Linked DNA regions of Sus scrofa: region 1 is linked to region 2. A link is a contact called in public HiChIP or PLAC-seq data. All regions are on one chromosome and are shown on one strand. Each heading gives the region's core, a stretch centred on a gene start, on an enhancer-like site or on the middle of the called end of the contact. The rest is flanking DNA. Distances are from core to core; before and after follow the strand shown.

The links. HiChIP or PLAC-seq counts read pairs in DNA pulled down with a chosen protein or histone mark.
Region 1: an H3K27ac HiChIP or PLAC-seq map of alveolar macrophages shows a contact between it and region 2. The contact joins the enhancer-like site here to the promoter of VCAN in region 2. A contact is called at or near these places in 16 of 47 Hi-C or Micro-C datasets (alveolar macrophages, brain, embryonic fibroblasts and 9 more) and 2 of 2 datasets of contacts at active chromatin or transcription factors (alveolar macrophages and skeletal muscle).

The regions. Positions count from the first base shown.
Region 1 is chr2:91,787,977-91,792,313 of Sscrofa11.1, reverse strand. All of the region lies in intron 12 of VCAN (versican), which reads right to left. Among named protein-coding and RNA genes, the nearest start is that of VCAN, 90 kb to the right of the region's middle. Within about 2 kb of position 1,818, at least 7 of the 83 cell types and tissues checked have an H3K27ac peak or open chromatin away from gene starts, as enhancers often do. A contact at or near this core is called in alveolar macrophages, where this site is marked.
Region 2 is chr2:91,697,753-91,702,191 of Sscrofa11.1, reverse strand. VCAN (versican) reads right to left here and starts at 2,409. Exons shown (of 15, transcript NM_001206429.1): 1 at 2,184-2,409.

The DNA of each region.
Region 1 (4,337 bases), core at 569-3,068, 91 kb before region 2:
CATGTGTAGAAGCAGAAGAAGCAGCTCTTAACTTCCAACCAAACTGAACCGCAACACAAGTGAAAATTTTCACCGAGAGCTGAGTGGTCTTTCGGAAAAGAAACTGAAAACGCTTCTATTCCTGAATAATGTGTTAAAGGATGGACAACAGCCTATGTTTTCCTTGGCTTGTAGGTTAATCAAATGAAGCCTGTGAGATTTAATATAATTAAATTAATGTTGATATGCAGTGTGACTTGTTCACAGAGAAATAGCATTTGACTTGGAGCTAAAACCACACCACAGCCAACACACATCCAGCTGCAAACACTTTACAGAAAGTCTTCTAGGATTTTCAGGTAGAAAAAGTAAAACTTCAGTTTTCGGTTTAGGGGTTTTGTTTTGCATCATTGTTTTCAGCCAAATCATGCACGATCCCTTCAACCCAAGAAACTACAAAGAAGCTTAGAAAACACAGGGAATTAGTTCATACTCCTGATTCTCTTTTCAATGTCCAGGACATCTGGGAGAGGGAGGAGGACGCGAACCTTTGTGTTTATAAAAGGGTAATAATGATACATTCCTGCAGAAAAGAGAATAATGGTTTATGACCTGCGATTTGTTACTCCTTTTCTCTGTTCCTTTTAAGTGTTTCTTCCTGGGTTAAGGGCTATTTCTTTATTGTTTCTATTGGTTTTAAAAGCTGTTTTTTTTTTTTTCTCACAATACTTTGCTTGACAGGCTGATGTGTTTATTTAAGAAAAGGGCTGGGAGGGGGGTGTCAGGATTTAAAGTCAAATCCACTAGCAGGTGGGTAATTTTCCTGCATCAATTCTGCATCATGACCAGGAGGGCAAGTGGGTAAGTATACCTGTTTGCCAATGCTGGATCATGTTTATCAAAATGAAAAAAAACTCAGTTACCTCCCAGAAATATTTTTTTCAAGTAGGACTTAAGCACAAAAGGCTATCAACTAGCCTTTGTAGCCTTTGTAATCTACCTTCATCGTAATTATCAAGGGGCAAGAGAAGTTAGTTAGAGCTAGAAAAGAAAACATTTCTGGATCTGTGAATGAGTAACTTGTTGAGAACTTTCTGACTGGATTTAGACAAATGCAGAGGAAAGGAGGAAAGGATATCTCTCTGTTTTCCCCAAACAGGATGCAGGAGAGTCAGAGGCTATGACTACTTTCCAGGAAGGTGACAAGCCAGCAGCCTTGCCCAGGGTGACATGGAGTGCTCACAAACAGAGATGACAGAAGGAAAATGTGAAAGATGTAGAAAAAAAATTTTTTTTAAATGTATAAGGATAAAGTTAGGATTTTTTTTTTTTCTTACAAATCAAATGTTTTTAAAGCTCTTCAACATGTTAAAAAGGGAACTGGATTGTCAGTTCTATTCAACCCTCAACCTCTGGACAACGCAATCTAAGGTGACATTTCCTTTGAAGTAACTGCATCTGATCCACTGAAGCATCCGGTCCCAGTGGTGAGGGGTGAGCTTTGACAGTGCTACAGGAACTCACTTAAGAGAAGCCAGAAAGGAGCAACACAGGCCACAGGAAAATTCCCCCTGTGAGAATTTTATTCCTGGGGGTCAGAGAGAGAAGGGAGCAAGTTTTAAAATTTCTGAGCTCCACAGATTTACTCTAAACCATTGGTTAGGGTGGTGTGTTAGAAAAAGTAGTGTGATTAAGATCCCTAACAGTTTCTAGTACCTTCCTAACTGTGCTGTCCATGGACACCCTATAGTCTGTAGCTGAAAAGACCATAGACTATAGTGAAAATGATTTTGACAGGATGCATATAGATGGGGAAACATAAATGATTGCATAGTGTTCCCTAATGTCTGGCTTCCTCCGTGCTTGAAAGAACAGACTCAAGACAGTGGATGAATGAAGGAAGCCCTGTCTAACCTTAGGCAACCAAGTCACCCTGAGTCAAGCAATCTATTAAAAAATGAAACGAACTGATAACATTCAGGAGTGAGGTTTCCTTTTGGATTTTGCATTTGGATGATGAGGTTTTTTTTAAAGCTAAAGATCTGAGTAACTGTCAGTTTCCTAAAATTGCATGAAAAATATGCCCTGATATAACTCAAACCTTCAAAAAGTTTGCTTTCTTCTTCACAAAGCGTATATGTTCTTGGGACAACCACATGGACAAATGTATCATCATTTCCAGTAGGAACATCTGTTTTCCTTTGGGTTAATAACTTTTGTAAGATGCATTATGCTCAGTTACATATTTTAGTTTCTGAGAAACATTTTTTTTCTTTTCATCCTATTTGAAATGCCACCTATTATGTTTTATTGTTTTTCCTACTGATACAACTTTAAATTACTTTTCTTAATTAAAGTATAGTTTACAATGTTATATCAATTTTTGCTGTACAGCAAAGTGACCCAGTTGTCTATACATTCTTTTTCTCATATCATCCCATAAATAAAATATTAATTTAGATAAACAAGAACTGTCATATAGAGATTCATCCAAAAGACTTATTTGGTCATTTCAAGATTCAAAAGGTAACAGAGTGAGTCGGTTGAGCAATGTATGGATATTGATTATCATTCACATATCTCTTTTTGTCAACCACTCTGCTAGGTGCTGAAAAAATGGAGATGGAAGTTAATTCCTGCCTCAGAAAGCTCAGGGTCAGGAAATTAACACCACAGGGGTCAGTGGTAGAATGGGAAGAGGTCACCAAAAGGGCTCTGTAGGAGCTTTCAGTCACATCCAGCTAGGAAGGCTTCCTGGAAGAAGAAGACTCAACTAAGCAAGGTATTCAAACACAAATCAAATGAAATTAGGGTAAGAGGGTAAGAAATTAGCGTAGCATTCTAAGTATTCTAAACATTCTAAGGGCTAATGGATGCAACCCTGGGAGAAGTGAAAAACGTCATGGCTTATTCCATGAACTGCAAGTATTTTGAGATGACACACCTTGGGAAGTGGCCGATGGGCTTGGTATGCCCCACTAATTATTACAGAATTTTATACTGAAGGCTAGAGGAAGATGTTGCAGAATGAAAAAGGGAGTAACCCTAGTTGAGAACAAGGGGACAGGAAGGTCATAGACACTGGAAAACAGATGGGGGGAACACTTCAGACTGGTCATTCATTTAACAATAGGTTAAAGAAGGAACTTAAAAGTCAGCTAATAGTAGAGAGGCTAGATAAGAAATGTTTGTTTAAGTTCGCCAGCTTTAATGTGTATTTAACTTGGATGGTTTAACTTGGCGTCTTTGAAGACATTACTTGGGTGGCAAGTAAAGTCATTCATTATTGAAGTTATTTGTCAGGGTTTCTAATAAGCACTTGGGGCATTTTGCTGTTAGAGATCAATAGCCAAGTTAAAGAATGACTGGTGAGGAGAAAACCAACCAGAATGTGACTGCTTAGTAGGCAACTGAGTGACAGAGTGAAAACTGAAATGTGTTCAGAGGAAATAGCTTTAATGGAAATCACAGGGTAAGCCTAGACTCAGTTTTGTTCAGGAGCAACACTTTTGGGAAACTGATTGGGTAAACACCCCAAATAAATAATAAAAAAAGATTTTAAAGATGAAACAAAAATAAGAATTTGGAATTTTATATAATGATATCAAACTCCTATTATAGAAACCAATAATGTGGAAGAAATCTACCAGAATCTCAATAAGGGCAATGTAGATAACTTGGCGAAACAGCATTATTCATTTAGTGTAAGCCTATAAATTGAATTAGCCTAGCTATAAATCATAATCATATCACACATGGTATACTGAAAGGTTATTGGAAGCAGTGTCCAACTATTTCAAGAAAAGAAAGGATTGAAATTGAGGCCTAATATAAACTTGTTTGTTTTTACTGTAAGACTAAATAACAAAAGATCATATATGGTACATATCAAAGGTTCTTTTTGTTTTAATACTGCGCTACCTCCCAAGAAGGATAAGCTCTAGTAAACCTTTCAAACAAAAAAATGGGGGTGGGGGGAGGGGAGAAATCACTCTAAAACATAAACAAAGTCCTTAAAATTGCACACAGTTAACACTGTTCCCAAGTGTAAGCAGATACTGCTCTTCCCCATGAAGAGTTTACTATCAGGGATATTTTCAAAAGCAAGACACTTGGAGTAAACAGTGAAACAAAGGAGAACTATTTTATTCAAAGGCCTGAGCACATATGGAACCTGTTAAGGGGACGGTGGCTGTAGAAAGAACTACAAACGAGTTTAAGAGACACCTAGGCTGTCTCCGAAAGGAAGGGATGGAGGCAAGGGTGGTTAGAAAAGCAGAAAGTGGGCCAGAGATCAGTCAGATGGGAGGGAGACAGGCTGTTGGGCAGATGGTCTCATCTGTTCCAAAATGTTCAAA
Region 2 (4,439 bases), core at 1,160-3,659:
TCCTCCCAAGTTCTCACATTCGAAACTAAGGAAGTTTAAATGTTGGATTTGGGGCCCTTCTTAGGCAATGCTTTGAGGCTGGGCCCCAGCATTGGTTTCGAGTGGTCATGGATCTTAGTAAAATTTCCAGAAATAAAGCATTCTATTTGATCTTTCTTAAAATGACGCCCCAAATTGGAAACCTGAATCCTCTCCTGACCATGTGTCAGTCCACCAAACTTCAGACTCGGCCCAGAGTGCCGCTCACATCCCAGCTGACTCGGAGAAGGCGCTTCCACCACCCTTTGCAAAGAGTAATCTCCTTCCTGGGTCCTCCAAACCGCTAGATTTACGTAGCAGATTCCAAAGTAGAGAACTAACAACCAAGGAACTAGGGTCTTCCATCCTTGAATACATGGTTGTGAAAGCGGCTCAGTTGCTTTTGGGGGGTAGGGCTCGTTTTCCTCCGCCTGTGCTATATTTCTCCATCAGGGGGCGCCCACATCCGCCACAAAAACGCCCTATTCCTAGACATCAGGGTTCTGCAAGACCTAAGCACGCCAACTGGGGGCAAAACCGAAGGAGCGCACCGCCTCCCTCGCTCCTCCCTCCAAGCCTGCCTCCAAAGACAGGGGAGGCAGGGATTTCACACTAGCCATTCATTTGTGAGCCGTGGGGGAGGGGACGCTGGAGCGAAAGAGACTGAGCAGAGGCTGGGAGAGGGGAAGGGAGGCAGAGAAGATGGAGACAGAGAGGAAGAGACAAAGATGAGAAAAGGGCCACGGACAGCAAGACTGTCTTTCCGCCTGTGGGTGTGCGCACCGCAGGACAGCTCTCCAGGCTCCGCGTAGCATCTCCCTCCCGTAGCATCTCCCCAGGATATGTCGGACTTTCTGGGGGCGCATCTGGATCCGAGAGCAAATAGTTTAAGCTATGACACTATTTGCCTTCCTTGCTCTCCGCTGCCTAACACATTGACCGCTCCACGCCCAGTGACACAGACAGCGAGCCGGGACAACTCAGATGCTTCCCAGCCCGCACGCACCAGGGATGCCGCCCGGCGGCGCCCACGCCTCTGCAGGGCGGTGGGGCGCTCCAGCCCAGGGCGTCCCCCGGAGCTACCCGCACTCGCTCTCCGCAGCCGCAAGACCCGCCTGTAAAGTTGCTCAACTAGGGCTAAGAGCTGTGAGGGGGTGGGAAAATGGAAGGAATACGAGGAGTGTTATAGTCCGGGCGAGAGGACTGGTCCTAGAGGCCCCATATTCGGGTCCCCGCGCCACCTTTGTCTGAAGAGCGCTCTGAGCACTGGTTTGCTCGTTGAGAGGGGAGCTAAAGCCTTCACCTCGCTCTTCAGGATGAGATAAAATTCTTGCACATCCCTGTTGGTAAGGGGTAAGCTTTTCCCGCCCTGGCGCCTTAACAGACCTCCGCGGCGCTCCAACAACCCCACCCCCCATTCCCTGCTCCCTCCTGGACGGCTCTGGCGCACCGCGCGCTGGACAAAAGAACCTAGGGGGCACGAGACAGAGCCTTGACAGCCCCAAAGTCGCCAAAGAGATACGGACCGGGGACCCTGCACCTCCCTCGACCAGACCTCCTCCCAGATCGCCTGCGGGCTGAAGGGGTCACGTCCGCGCAGGTCCTGCATCGCCCTGTCAGGAGCTGCCCAGGAGCAGCTTTCCAGGAACGCCGGGCACTGACCACACACCAGGGGCCGGGAACCAGGTGGCCTCGGAGACTTGTACGTGGAAAGTCTCGGGAGTCCCCATTCAAACTTTTGCCTCAAGCAGATTAACAACAACAAATAAAAGATCAAGGTGCCACGGGTCCCTCCCTCCTCTCGAGACCCCACGACGTTTCTAGGGGTTCTCTGCATTCCCTTCCCTCCCTTCCCCCAATTCCATTAGTCCTTCTACCCCCACCCCACCCCGGGCTTCTTTTGTCTGGATCTTTTTCAGCACGAAGGTCCCTCCTGTATTCCTTATTCCTCTCTCCAAACGTCCTTTTAAAAGTTACCTGCATTTTTTAAAGTGCATATATTTTCTTAACTTCTCTGCAGAGCTAGTTCTCTTTGCCTTAATTAAAGCCTTCTACCAATTACAATGTACTTCTTTTTTCTAAACTCGATTTTTTGTTCTTTAAGTTTCTCTCTCTCTCTCCCTCCCTCTCTCTTTTTAAAGGGGGAACAAAAGAAACGTGATTACCTTGAAAGGCGGCTTATGGCAGTTTGGGGGGAAAATTCACCTCAGCGCTGCACGAATGGGCTCGGCGTTGCTGGGGCGGGTCACATAGGAAGCGCGGTGGCCCGGGGAAGGGTGCGGAGGGTGCGGGATGGTGCTGGAGGATGCGGGGCTGACCGCAGATCCCGGTCCCTGCTCCTGTCCACAGCACCTAATGTTCACGGCTGTTGCGCCCGCTCGCCTGGAGTTCTTTCCCAGAAAGGCTCGGGGCAGCTCGCCTGCAAGTTCAAATGCGGGTTGTGACACCCATCATCATTATATCACTGTACCGTCAGCACCGAGGAGGAGACTCAGCGAGGAGGAGGAGGAGGAAGGAGGAGGAGGGTTCATTCACCGGCTCCTGAAGCGCTCCGCAGCTTCAGCCACTCCTAAAAGCCCAGGCTTGGAGAGCAGGCAGAGGGGCGGAAAGGCAGCTCCCCGCGCCTGCAGTAGGGACCGCCTGCCTCCCTCCCCAGGCACTCCCACCTCTCTGCGTTTCTTCCTGACAAGAAGTACCAATCGGCTTGGGGACAGCAGCACTCCCCATTCAGCGACTTACTAAGTAACATCGTGCTGTGCGCCAGGAAACCACTGCCTTCCACCCCTCCCCACCCCCATTTCCCCGCCCCCCGTGCTGCTAGTTCTGGGTTAGGGGAAAGGAGCCCCTGGGCTCTGGTGGGGCAAGCCAGCACTAGACAATTGAGTACCATCAGCTCTTCTTGGGAGCAAACGAAACTCTGTAAAATCAGCGAAGAACTTGGTTACAGAGTGCCTATTCGGCCACCGAGCCTGCCTGTCCCATCTCAGGGAAGTGTCAGTCTTCTGGCTTCTGCCAATCTGAAAGAGACACTTAGAAAACGAGATCCTTCTGAGACGTAGAGGGAAAGTGTAGGAATCCCCCACTGCCTTCGCCAGGAGCTGCCCAATGGGGAGCCCAACGTCACTGAGCAATCTACAAAGACCCTGGGAATAAAGGGCTGGACAGGAAATTCCCCGAAGCAAATCCCTTGTAGGATTCAAACAGATTCTCTTTCTTTACCACAAACCTACAGGAGTCTAGATTCTGCTTTCTCTGCTCTTTTTCTCCCTTCAGTCTTTCTAAGTGTCCCCTATGGTAGAATATTTAATTTTTTTTCCCTGAATAACAGAGATTCCTTGAATGTATCAAACATCTTCCTTGTGGTCAGGAAATGGGACCATACTCTTTCACGAGTTTATGTGATTTTTGTTTTCAGCCAGGCCCACCCAACTATGTAAACAACATCAGCACTTGGAAGAGTCCCCTGCATTGTGTTACAAAAGATTTCCAATGGGACCTTACAGAGCAGGGGTCAACCAGTTGACACAAAGGATTTCAGCCCCTTAGAAAAGAGAGACTTTGTATCTTCCTTTTCTTTGAAGTCAAGTATGAGTTTATACAATGGGAACAAAATAAATCCAAGGTGCACATTAATTTGACACTGGGGATATTGGAAGGAAGAGCAAATTTTCTTTCGATACAAATATGGAAGTATTCCAAATATGGAAAATGAGATAATTCTTCTCTCTGAAGTCCCTACTTATAAAATTATATCAAACACAACACATCACAGCAGTGATGATTAAAGGATAAATTCCATTTTCACCCTGAATTTCTTTGAGTCAGTTGGCTTAAACTCACACTTTACAGTAGCCTAGATTCTTGTTATAATGTTTCTTTTGCAAGTTGTGTTCTGCATGATCATAGATTTTAATTGATAAACATGTACAAGATTTGTCAGAATTTTGGTCCTCAAAATGTGCTTTCTTCCTTTCTTTCCTTCACTCTTTCCTTCTTTCTCTCTCTTTATTTAGCAGCTCACTACAGTGAATGATGTAACTATTAATTGCAGAATTTGGAAATCTTGTTTGTTTTCACAATGATTTATTTATTCTTAGTATAGTTATTATATTACCGTTTTTAATTTTTTTTTTGCTTTTTAGGGCCGCGCACACGGCATATGGAGATTCCCAGGCTAGGGGTCAAATCGAGCTACAGCTGCCAGCCTATACCACAGCCATAGCAACACCAGATCCGAGTGCATCTGTGACCCACACCACAGTTCAGGGCAACGCAGGACCCTTAACCCACTGAGAGAGGTCAGAGCTCAAACCTGCAACCTCATGGTTCCTAGTCAGATTCATTTCCACTGCACCACAGCAGAAACTCCTATATTACCATTTTTAACATTGAAAGTCTATCCCATTAAATTTATATTTAGA